Regions from separate parts of the Zea mays genome. Here regions 2 and 3 are each linked to region 1. Evidence: chromatin contacts called from public Hi-C data. All regions are on one chromosome and are shown on one strand. The core of a region is the stretch at or near the end of the contact, and the rest is flanking DNA. Distances in the headings are between cores, read along the strand shown. Region 1 holds the start of LOC100193121. Region 2 holds the start of LOC100275738. Region 3 holds the start of LOC100384671.

Region 1 (4,067 bases), core at 846-3,345:
TGTCTGGATTTAACTACTTGCAGTGCCAGATGTAGACTGGTTTAGGGTTCTTGCATTGGTTGATTGGTAGGCAACTTTTAAAATTTCGGAATTATATATATAGTAATAAAAAGAAAAACACTCGTTAAAAGTGCCTTTAGTTAAAGAGCTAAAAAGGATTTCCACGGCATCGCCGTCGCGCCTCTGGCTGGTGGCGAACTGACACGAGTAGGGGTGAGAACGGGTCAGTGGGCGGGAGAAGAGGAGAGCGTCTGCGAAGCTGCGTGCCCGCGCTCCATCGATCGGCGTCGGCGTCAGTGGAGACCGATCCGCCGCGACGACGACCGGCCGGTGACACAGCCATCTGCACCACCGAACTGAGACGAAAGCGGCGTCCTCCCGTCCCCGTCGGCGTCGTCGCTTTGCGCGACACGCACAAAAGCTTTTGAACGATTCAAAAGGCAGGCACGTAGGCGGACCAAGATACTACGGCTACTACACTGTGTTCATCCTACGGTCTATAAGTTATTCTAAAAAATATTAGAGCACAACGAACGTTTACATAAAAACGGTATTCAGAGATATATAATTAGTGATACATGTATTATTTTTTTTGTTACAAGTATTTGCCTAAATCATATTTTCTCTTATTAATTGTATTACGAGTGTATCCGCTGATTGTCTAACATTTTAAACCATAAACGATAAGGTAGAAAAAATGTTCACTTTAATAATCACTAGTCGGTTAACCGTGCGTTGCGACGGCTCACAACAATACCCACGTAAATTATCCACTAAAAATATATAAATGTTTTTTATTTGTTGTCTGCACTCTTCGGATAATATTTTTTATGAACGCACAGGTACAGCAAATCAAAGAACCACATCCCTCGTCTCCCCCACTTCCAAGGTTTCGTATAGCAGGAGGGGAAGGGATGAGGCGGGCATACCTGTTCGTTGCCGGAGAAGGACACGACGAAGACATGGACATCTAGAGGCGACATAGGTAGTATACCGCTAGATATATAGGGAGAGAGCACGCAAACGGAGAAAGAAGCAGAGCCGGATTAGCTCCAAACCAAAAGGCACACGCACCAGGCGTCAGTACGAGAAGAGCGAGAGAATGCTAGTGTCTTCCCAGCCATGGACCCGCCGAAGCGACACAACGCCACCACCAACTCCGTAGCATATGTCGACTACTGCCACGTTTTAGGCCTTAGTTGTCCAATATCTCTGACCTAGACTTCTCATCGCTAAGATAACCTAAACGTGGCAAGCGCCACCATGTCCTCCTCGACGGTACACACCGAGATGCCAGGAGCATGATCGACTCGTCTCGTTCCCGCGTCGACGAGCGCCGGTCAGCTCGTGGCTGCGACTGTGGGCGGGGGAGGGGTGCAGTAGGTTGGGGAGGAAGAATAAGGCGAAGGTCGAGAAGATGAATGGGACGTCCGACGACGACCAAAACGATGATGTGCACATGATGTGAAACGTCCTCATGGATATGCAATAGCCACTGCGCAAGTCGATATCGGGGTTGGTGTGAGATGAATACGGGGAGGAGGCGCCTGCTCCTACGCCCTCTGCCGAAAATTGGATGGCACGGAGGTGGAGGCATTAGGGGAGAGAGAAAAGAGGTAGAATGTCGAATGATGTGGTGGCAACTGAGGCGAGGACCATCATTATCGTGCGGAGATATAGATGGCCAAATGGGTCGTGTCTTGCGAGCCGGCCCGAGGTACGACCCATTTAATAGTGCCTAGTCCAACCCGGCGCGAGCGCTGTGCGGTGATTGAGCCGTAGCCTCGGCTCGTAGTGTTGTCCCGTCTCGACACGATTATTTTTTTATTTTATAAAAAATCATATATATATATATATAATTTATATTCAATATTATAAACACCTGAGCATGATGTTCTATTGGTTTTCAGTGTTTTTTAATATTTTATGCTGATTTAATTTAGAAGAAAAGTAGGAATTTTTTAAAAAAAGAGACGCAAGACGACCGTTGAAACTGATGCTTTAAGTATATTGATAAAAAATATAATTACCATAATTTATTGATCTAAATACTTTAATTATTTATACATGTTCTAGATTATTATAACCAGTCTTGTTATTAAATTTCATTCCTTCGCATACCTAGTCCTGGCACCACCTACAAAATGGTTTTGGTTTTATACATGTAATACACAAACCGCGTGACATTTTTAATTCCACACTCTCTCTCTCCATCAATTCCTTGCTTGATTGCTTGGCATGGTTGCGCGGTCAATGTCCAACCCGTCCCCAATTCGAATCCTCTTCTTCCTCTGTGCTGCTGCTGCTCACAGACCCAGGCCAAGTCGTCTCAGTCCTCTTCTACCACCAAGCTCCCGTCTCTTCCCCTCCTGGTCTCAGCGACTCCATCCTCTCCCTCTCCAGATCCCCGCCCGTGACGCCGCCGGCTGTTACCTCTCCGGCTCATCGTCCTCAGGCCCAGGTAATTCATCAATTGCCGTGCTTTTATCGTTTCCCTACCGATTTACGGTACAGTACTTGCTCCACTCCGTCGGCCGTGCTGCTGCGGCCAGTGATTGATTCGTCGGGCAAAGGACCGTCTTTTTTCTTCCATCCATCCATCCATCCATCCATCCATCCTTATGAGCGATTCTAGCTTCTTGGATTAAATCAATTGGGCGGATGAGCACCGTGCCTCGCGAATTTGCAGGTCTTGATCCGCGATCCGCCGATTTCCATCCGGCGCTTACTCGGTGTCCCGTCACCTGCGGGTTTTGCTGTGCGGGGAGGCTGATCCGGCGAGCGCCTTGGATGAATTCGCGCCGGTCTCGGTCGGTGAAGCTGGTGTCAGCGCGCGCCAACGGGGACGGGGCCCTGGAGGTGGACGTACCTGAGGAAGAGGGAGACGCGCGGATGAGCTCCTCGGCCGCCAACACCGTGTACTGCTGCATCGCCAGGGGCCGGAGCGTGATCTACCGGTACAGCAGCAAGGGCGGCGACCCGCAGGCGGAGGCCACGGCGGCGCTCTGCCTGGACCGGTCGCCGCCGCACCACCGGCATTACGTGCACACCTCCGGGCGCAGGAGCTACGGGTACCTGACGGCCGACGGCCACACCTTCTTCGCCATCATCGACCCCAGCGTCGGCAGCGCCGGCGCGCTGCAGTTCCTGGAGCGCGTCCGCGACGCGTTCCGGAGCAGCGCAGGCGTCGGCGGGCGCCAGCCGCACGAGTCGCTGGTGCCGGCCGTGCAGCGGCTGGTGGCGTCGCTGGAGAAGATGCCCCACGCCGCGTTCGTGCTCGATGGCGCGGGCGCGGGCGCGGGCGACGGCGACGGCTGCACGTCGTCGTCCAAGGCGCCCCTGCTCGGGAAGAGCGGGAGCAGGAAGGAGAAGCGGCGGTCCAGGGACAAGCTGTCGTCGTCGGCGGCGGGGGCGGGGGCGGGAGGCTGTGAGGACGAGCACCACGGGACCCGAGCGGTGAGGATAGACGTGATGCCGGCCGAGGACGTCGGCGGCATGTCGCTGGAGCGCAGCGGCAGCCAGTCCAGGCTGCGGAGGCAGCAGTCGTCGCGGTCGCTGTGGATGCGGCACGTGAAGGTCATCGTCGCCGTGGACGCCGTCGTCTGCCTCGTGCTGTTGGCGGCCTGGCTGGCGGTGTGCAAGGGGTTCCAGTGTGTGTCCGGGTGATGGTGGTCAGTCGTGTACAGTGTTTTGAGGAGACCTGAGGATGGATTCAATGCAAATTGCCTATTTCGATTGATTGATCAGAAGAGGGTACCTGCCTGTCTGTGTGTCTGCTTCCATGGCAGCTTCTATTTTCATGCTGCAGCTCTTCTCGTCGGCGATGGGGGAACTAGACGGTGAGGAGGAGGAGGAGGAGGAGGAGGAAGTGGAGCGCATACGCATACTGTGACGGCGATGCGGGTAGCATAAGGGAAATCCAGCCACTGGGTGTGGCAGCAGGAGCTAAGCTAGCTAGCGCGCCAGTGCTGAGTGCTGACTACGATCGTTGTGGTGCTTGCTGGGGATGTTGAGGAGTATATATATCATGCTAGATAGAATAGGAAGAACTCTAGATACAAGTACTG
Region 2 (4,067 bases), core at 877-3,376, 160 kb before region 1:
GTGTAATATCCTATGTTTTCTTGCCACCCACCGATATGTTTGCCTTATGCCATCTATGTAGAGTGTATTCTTTATGAGCCAGAGATTATGCCTCTCATCCGAGCTTCAAGTTATACTCTCTTCATTTCTTTTTAGTTGTCGTTGGATAGTGCAATAACTATTTGGGTCTAAACAAGCTATAATCCAGTCTTCTAAACCCTTGGATCGAAGTCGAACCCTATATATAGTTACAATACAGCCCTCATGTGAACATTCTGAAACATTACTTGGCTCTTCCATTCTCTAGAGAGTTACTTCACTTCCCCCCTTCTACAATGGCAAGGAAGGAGTAAGGTTACAACAGTCTAACCTTAGATCTCACAAGTTAAGACCTAACTAATTTCATTTTCATCATATCATGGGACATTGTTGGGACGTCCTTCTTGCCATACCTGCCGCAAAGGGTACATATATGTATCACATCCATTGTTATTTGGGTTTGAGCTATTGGGTATGATGTAGTTGATAGACCCTTTTTGTACTTGATAATACTTCAATATACACTAATATACGGACGCGTGGCTATAGAGTTCATACATGGCATGCGTGATGATGTGTCATATATAGTGGTATCAAGTACCACGTTGTCTAATTGGTGTCAACAACTTACAAATGTGGTATATCTTAAGAGTTAACCGATAAGCTAGCATTATGGTTTGAAATAAGCTTAAAAAGACATTGTATGGTTTAAGACTCGGTCGGAGTGTTGGGACCTCGATGCCCATGAAAATGAGATCCTATCATATCATCATCCATGTTGTCGTGTGATATTATACCTCGATGTCATTAGTCATGATGCCGACGTCGGGATCGAAAATAAAATTGGTTTTTCCTAGAAAGTTTTACGAAGAAAAACCAAAATACAAGAAATATAGGCACACCAACCTTTTTAAATTTCTACATTATTACAAGCTCGTTGGTAGTACAATCATCTAAATTAACATGTAGGGGAGGAAGTAGAGGGGCTGCCGAAGCGCCCGACCACAGATTAAAAGTAGTAGGAAAAGGTTTTCAGACTAGTGTCCAAATATCTCACTTCGCTCATCACGCATAAATATAATAAAAGATTAAATGTCTCTATCCGATACAAGCACCACGACATCGTCCTTATCGTAGTCCGTGTCATAATCCTAGTTGGCCTGTGCTACCCTCTAGTCATCATCTCATCGTTGTCTGTCTGAGGGTTGCCTTCCATCTCCTCCATGGCACAACCACGACCGACAAACACCAGCGTACGTCATGGCTAATTAGTTAGGTTGCCCACTACATGGTCTGTTGCTAGACCACCAGCACCACAAATGGTAGACTTAGTAGCCCTTCTTTAAATCATTCGTGCGGAGAGTCAAATTGAGGACTTAAAAAGTGTTACCTAAACGACCTTACTAATTACCCGTTCACCATCAATAAGATATTGAAACAAAATATTCAAAAAATCCAACCTGAAATACATTTAACTTTCTTCCTCGACTCCTCGAGCACATTTTAGTTACCAGAATACTGGGTGGATAGCACGCTAGCGTTGACGGTTTGGCGCTGATCAAATCCAACGGGTCAGCGGCGGTAACAGATGGACATCCAGCGACGAATACAAGCACCTTCTACTATACGGCACATAGCTGAAAACGGCTAAGGCACCTGCGCCACGCGCCACCGGCGAGCGGGCCCCACACCCCGGACCGTTCCACACCACTTGCACCAGGCACCAAGCCCTGCCCCACCCAGTACGCCAATGCCTGGGAAGCAAAGCGAAGCGCGTGACGAGCCGCGAATTCTCCACGCCGCGTGGGCCCACCGTACATACGGGGACACGTTGCTGGCCCACAGTCACTCGCGCTCGCCGCACGCAGCACGCCGCCGGCCCAAACGGACGCAGCCCGCTTCCTTCCCACGCGCTCGTCCTCGGGCCAGGTCCAATCCCAGAGCCTTTTCCCCCCTTTCCTCGCGGAGTGTACTCGCGGGCCCCACGGTCCGCCACCCCACCCCACCCCGGGCCAGCGCCTGCGCGCGGGCCCCGCCCGCGTTTCTGACCGTTTCGCCCCTGCCCCGGGGCCTCTTTTTTTTTTTCCCTTCTCGGGGCTCCTCCCTTCCCCTTCCTCCTCGCCGCCCGCGGCGACCTCACCGAGAAAGAGAAATCTCGCTCGCGGTCGCGGCCAAACGGCGGGGTCGCCCTCGCCTCTGCCTCCGATAAATACACGCGCTCGCTCCCCCTCCTCCCTCGAGCCCAGTCGCGTCGAGTCGACGCTCACTCTCTCTCTCCACGTCCTTCCCTCTCCACATCCAGCTGCGTATCCACCAATCGACAGCGACCTCCTCCTCCACGCGCTCCGCTCCCCCTCCCTCCCTTTCCCTTCCCTTCCCTCTCCCTCCCTCCCTCCTTAGCCGTTAAGCGTCCTCCCCTCCGCACCGCGCGGCGAGGCTCGTCGGCGCCGTCGAGGCCCAGCTGCCCCTCCCTACAGGAAGCGCCCGTCCGACGCCGCGAGCACGCGCGCCTCCTCCGCTCCCGATCTCTCCACGCGTGCCGGAGATCGGCCGCGGCGGGCTCCCGATCCCGCCCGATCTACCCCCGCGCTCCCGGCCGAGATGTGGGGCGGCGACTCCAACGCCAAGCAGATGCTCAAGTCCCGGGGCGGCACGGGCGTCGTCGGGGGGTTACCCGCGGCCGGGGACGAGGAGTCGGACTACTTCCCGCCCACCCCGCGCAAGGACTACTGGTGGTCCACGGGCCTCCTCAAGCTCGTCACCGCCACCGTCATCTTCATGGGCGGCGTCGTGCTCGGCCTCTCCGTCAGCGGCAGCGTCGCGCGCTACTACTACAACGCCTCCCACGCCGAGCTCTTCTTCCCGGCCACCACCTACGGCTGCGACCCGCGGGACCGGGACTGCGGCATGGGCCTCGCCTTCAGGGCCTTCGTCCACCCGCCCCGCCTCGCGCACTCCATGACCGACGACGAGCTCTTCTGGCGGGCCTCCCTCGTGCCTAGGGCCGAGGAGTTCCCGTTCCAGCGGGTGCCCAAGGTCGCCTTCCTCTTCATGGCGCGCGGCCCCATCCCCTTCGCGCCGCTCTGGGACAAGTTCTTCCGCGGACACCAGGGGCTCTACTCCGTCTACGTCCACACCGTGCCGGACTACAAGCTCAATGTGTCCAAGAGCTCCGCCTTCTACGGCAGACAGATCCCCAGCGAGGTATTATCGCCTCTGCCTCCTTCCTTTTGCTTCTACATTCGTACAATGAATTAATCACCGTCCAAAAAGAAAAACTAAAATGATAGTATTGATTCATCCATTCCCTTGTCCTGTTGTCACCCTGGCATGAATCTTCGCTAGCAAGTAGTAGTCGCACATTGCAATCCATCAGCTTGGGAATTTGCATCGCATTATTGCTGCCTTTGTGCAAAAGAAGGGAAAAAAATCTGGTTGAGTGGCAGATAGCTGGTGCCTTGGTGGCCGCTTGTCATGCTAGTTGGTGGCTGCCATGTGCCTGACTTGATTGAGATACGCTGTGTGCAAAATGGCTGAGGATTTGCTCTAGTACGGGAGTGGGAGAGAATATGCGTGTTTGCTTGTCCCAATGCTAGGTTGGTAAACTACTTAATTTGTTCAACAACTAGTGGCGCTCACGAATTTCAGATAGGTGGTGATGAGATTCTTGCTTGACAAATGTTCCACTTTTATTAATCATTTTTTACTAAAAACAATAGTAAAAAGCCAGAACAAGTTCGCGCTGACCTGCAATCATGAATTATTACTTTCCCCTATTCTTTTTGGGCTAAAGTAGTGCTTTTCCAGTTTCACTGTAATTCACTGTAATGTAATGTAGTGCATTCCTTCTTTGTTTCACATCACAACTCCCGCACCTTATCGTGTGCTTGCAGTTGATGCTCCTTATTGATGGATACCTTTGTTCCACCACGTTCTAATATTTGATTTCTTTCAAATGCAGGAGGTGTCCTGGGGATCAATTACCTTGGTGGACGCTGAGAAGCGCCTGCTGGCCAATGCCTTGCTGGATTTCTCGAATGAGCGCTTCG
Region 3 (4,067 bases), core at 545-3,044, 130 kb after region 1:
GGTTGCGGTGGTTCACGCGCGACAGCAGCCGCAGCTCCGCGCGGAACGCGCGCTCGGCGTCGAAGCGGCGTCTCCGGCGTCCGCCGCTGCTGCTGCGCTCCGCCCGCTTGATGGCGACCTCGCGCCCGTCGGGGAGCCTGGCGCGGTACACCGACCCGAAGCTGCCGCACCCGATCTTCTTCTCGTTCGAGAAGCCGTCGGTGACGCGCGACAGGTCCCGGAGCGTGAACTCCTCGCACCCGAGCGGCCGCGCCGACCGCAGCGGCGAGACCTGTGGCGCCGGCATGACCATGGCGGCCTCCACGTCGCGGCACGGGCGCCGCGACGACCGCTCCCCTAGACGCAGCGTCAGCGTCTTCTTCTTCTTGTCCGGCTTCCTGTAAGCCACGAGGTAGAGCGCCACCGCAGCCGCCGCGAGTACCGCGGCGCCGACGCCGACCGCGACGGCCAGGGTCTTGGCCTTCTTCTTCCCGGCGTCGCCTCCGGCTGCCGGTCCCGCCCTGCCGTTGGCAATGAGGATCCTGGACGCGTTCAGCGGCGTCGCGCAGGCCCGGCAGACGGCGAGCTCCTCGCCGCCCTCGGCGCCGCCGGTGCCGCAGAGCGCGCCGGAGCCCGAGATGATGTCGCAGGGGCAGCTCTTCTTGCGCGCGCACGCGCCGGGCATGGTGCTGTTGTAGACTAGGCTACCGCCGGCGCCGAAGCGGTCGCTCCTCCCCCAGCACGCGACGGAGTAGTTGCTGTTGAGGATGCCGCACACCGCGTCGCCGTCGGCCTCGATGGCCAGGAAATCCGCGGTCCTGTACTGGTCCGGCACCTGGACGGCGCCCCAGCACCGGACCCTGCCGCTGCCGGAGAGGATGCAGGTCGTGCCGTTGCCGAGCGCCATGGCCAACATGTCGTCCGGCAGCTCGTGTGCCGGCACCTCGGGGACGTCGCCGTCGCCGTCGCCCCAGCAGGCGAAGCCGCCCTCCGCGTCGACGGCGCACGCGTGGCGGTGGCCGGCGGCGACGGTCCTCAAGGGCGCGGGGTCGGGCGCGAGCGACGGCGCCGCCATGGCGCCGTAGCAGCTCATGCTGGTGTTGTCGAGCTTGTCGATGCCGCAGAGGAAGTCGTGGCCCAGCGCGATGCGGGAGAAGTCGAGGCCTTTGGGCAGGTCCAGGTGCGGCCACTCCCAGCAGGTGGGGTCGTGGTCGTCGGAGAGGCCGCAGACGTGGGATCCGCCGGCGCTGAGCGAGCGCAGCGACGGGCCCCAGTAGAGGCGGCGCCCCACGGGGCGGGATCGGTTGGCGGCGAACTCCTCGGTGAAGGACCACCAGCGCATGGCGGCGTGGCCGCCGAGCGGCGCCATGAGGCCGCAGAGGAAGTCGGTCCCGGCCGCGATCGCGTTGTAGGGGATGTCGGCGGAGGGGTACACGAACTGCTCGCCGTCGGGGAGCGACGTGCAGCGCAGCTGCTTGGAGCCCGGCGACCCCGCGTCGTCATCGGCGGCGGCGGTGACGAGGGCGCAGACGAGCGTGGCGTTGGGCGCGTGCGAGATGGCGACCGTGGAGAACTGCCGCGCCGCCGAGCAGACGTCGGCGACCAGGAGGACGGCGACGAGGAGGGAAAGAAAAAGCCTCGTGGTGGTGGTGGTGGTTCTTAGCTGGAAAAGACGGCGGTGGCCGGCCGCATGGTCATGGCAAGACATTGGCATCCGGAGGGAGAAGACGACATGAGCGCGCGGTGAACGGCGATGGCACGCGAGAGCGAGGAGGAATCGGGAATCGAGGAGGGGAGAGTGGGTGGGTGCTGCTGCTGCCGCCGCTGCCTTGGGCTTTGCTTGGATTTGGCTTTTTGTTTCTTTCTAGTAGGTGGGGTGGTGGGCCGCGTTGGAGGGAAAGAAACGCGGTTCCGTTGAACTTTTCTAGCGTTATACCTTTTCTTTCTTTCTTTCAAAATGTTGGTTCCGTAGAAAGGTTTGGACATAGCCTTGGCCGCCTCAGCAGATTCTGAAGGCCCCGTCCTTCCAATATCACTTCATATCATGCACCTGACGTGCAAACATTGAAACCAATGTTATTCGAATGATGTTAAATAGAAATAATATGCCATGCATCTCACAAATTGTCAAAAAAAAAAGAAGGAAAGGAAAGAAATTAAGGAGCAAAAGCATCCTCGTTCCTTAGCCGCAGTAGGACTCAGACAAAGTTATGAAAATTGCCATAGGACCCAACGCAACTACTGTCGTCTTGCTTGGACAGTGGTGATAAAAAGAATCACTAAAGTCAACTCTAAAAAGAAAATGATCAATTCCGTCATACTTTGATTAGATTGCTGACCCAAGAATCCTAGTTTAAAATGCAGATCTAGGTTGGTACTTGGGCAGCAATAAGGTTATCATACCTTCCAATCCTTAGATAGCCCCACAACTGTCTTTCCATAAGCAATGGAAAAAATTAAGCATTTTAGCTTTCCTCCTATCTTCGCCAAAAGCATCCATCCTAAAATGGAAACACTAAACTTAATTCAACTCCATAATCTCGGCCTCAGCATGGTCTCGAGCGACGTCTCGCTGTAGAGCAACTATCTGTGTGTTGACGCCTTTTTGGAGGCGCCAATCACTTCAAAAGAACCGGCGGCGGTGCTCTCTGGTCAGGCGCGGACGGTCAGCGGCACAGGGCCGGACGGTCCGCGACCTGGCGTGAGGCGGCGGTTGTAACACCCCTGGTGTTACGATTACTAAAACTCTGACATGTCATCATCAGCATTTGCATTAACTTGCTTGATACACTTAGAATGCATTCACTAGGATCCAAAATAATCTAAGTATGATGTTGTGATTAATGAAGAGTGAAGGACCTGGTTTTGAAAATCTCAGTTTAGAGCTCCAAAAGTGGAACTTGTGATTTGGCAATAATTTGCCAAAAGGTCAAATTACCAAATTTATAGAGTTCTCCAACCCAAACAACTTTCAGGTATAGAGATTTCCATGTTTTATAGGAAGAAGTGGAGAAAACTCAAAAATTAACTTTTTGGACCTAAGGTTGGATGGCTGGAAACAATATCAAGTAGTTGTCTTTGAATCTTCATAACTTTTGATATATAGGCAATTTGAAGATGGTCACAGTAGCAAAGCTGTAGAGCTACACTAGATGTGTAAATTTGTTTAAGCTACGTAACCCTAAATTCATATGGAACTAGGTGGAAACTGGTCCAAAGTGGGAATGTCAGAATCTGAATTTCAGACTGCAATATCTGAAACTGAAGATTTTATATGCTGAAGCAACTTTGGAAGCCTGTTGGTGGCTAATCCATACAGCTATGGGTTACAGTTTATGTACCAAAGTGGAAGACCACATGTTGGGGTATAAGTTTGGTTAAGGTTCATACCCATGAAACTATTTGGAACTGGTAGAAACAGTGGTAAAAAATGTAGTGTTTAATTTTGGATTTTCAAACTTGGTGAAAAACCAAAGTCTGAATCTTTGTGTTTAATGCCAACTTTGGGCTTTGATGGTTTAGAATCCATATGGTTCTAGCTAAGGGTCATTGTACCAAACTTGTGGAGCAACATGTGGAGCACCAATTTGATTAAGCAACTTGGCCTCAGAAGCATTTGGAACTTGGAGAAAAGGGCGAGGTTGTGTCGTTTCGAAGAGAGCAAGAGAAGTTCAGAGACCTTGTTTGAAATCTAGTACAAACAAGCAACTTTTAAACTAATGGAAATTTGGACATAAGCTCTATACACCAAAGTTGGGTTTGAGCTTAAGGTTAACCTTGTTTTTAGTAGGATGCAATAAATTGATGAAGCACTTGAAGCAGATCAAGTCCAATTTCAACTCTAAACTAGCGCAAAAGTGGATTTTAAGATTTAGCTATGTTTTGCTAAAAGTCCGTATATAAAAGTCGTGGAGCTTGGGAAAGTGAACAATTTTCATAATTGGAGCTCTCCAAGTGATGTGGGAGAATTTGAAGTAATTTGCAAAAGTTCAGATTTGGGTCAATTGGAATCAGCCCAAAACAGTTTTGTTTATCTGTTTTTGGATCCCTGTAACTTATAATCCATGACTATTTTGGAAACAGTTGCT

What was found. A called contact is a pair of places that touch in the nucleus more often than the background predicts.
Region 2: a Hi-C map of bundle sheath shows a contact between it and region 1, with 2.5 times the contacts expected there. The contact joins the promoter of LOC100275738 here to the promoter of LOC100193121 in region 1. A contact is called at or near these places in 6 of 25 Hi-C or Micro-C datasets (bundle sheath, ear, leaf and 2 more) and 2 of 3 datasets of contacts at active chromatin or transcription factors (leaf and seedling).
Region 3: a contact with region 1 is called in a Hi-C map of bundle sheath, with 4 times the contacts expected there. The contact joins the promoter of LOC100384671 here to the promoter of LOC100193121 in region 1. A contact is called at or near these places in 6 of 25 Hi-C or Micro-C datasets (bundle sheath, ear, endosperm and 3 more) and 1 of 3 datasets of contacts at active chromatin or transcription factors (leaf).

The regions. Positions count from the first base shown.
Region 1 is chr6:7,999,338-8,003,404 of Zm-B73-REFERENCE-NAM-5.0, reverse strand. It overlaps LOC100193121, which reads left to right and starts at 2,095. Exons shown (of 2, transcript NM_001138282.2): 1 at 2,095-2,461; 2 at 2,690-3,747. The coding sequence starts at 2,239. The coding sequence ends at 3,666.
Region 2 is chr6:8,157,392-8,161,458 of Zm-B73-REFERENCE-NAM-5.0, reverse strand. It overlaps LOC100275738, which reads left to right and starts at 2,126. Exons shown (of 2, transcript NM_001149750.2): 1 at 2,126-3,222; 2 at 3,980-4,067. The coding sequence starts at 2,620.
Region 3 is chr6:7,867,973-7,872,039 of Zm-B73-REFERENCE-NAM-5.0, reverse strand. It overlaps LOC100384671, which reads right to left and starts at 1,794. Exons shown (of 1, transcript NM_001357546.1): 1 at 1-1,794. The coding sequence starts at 1,693.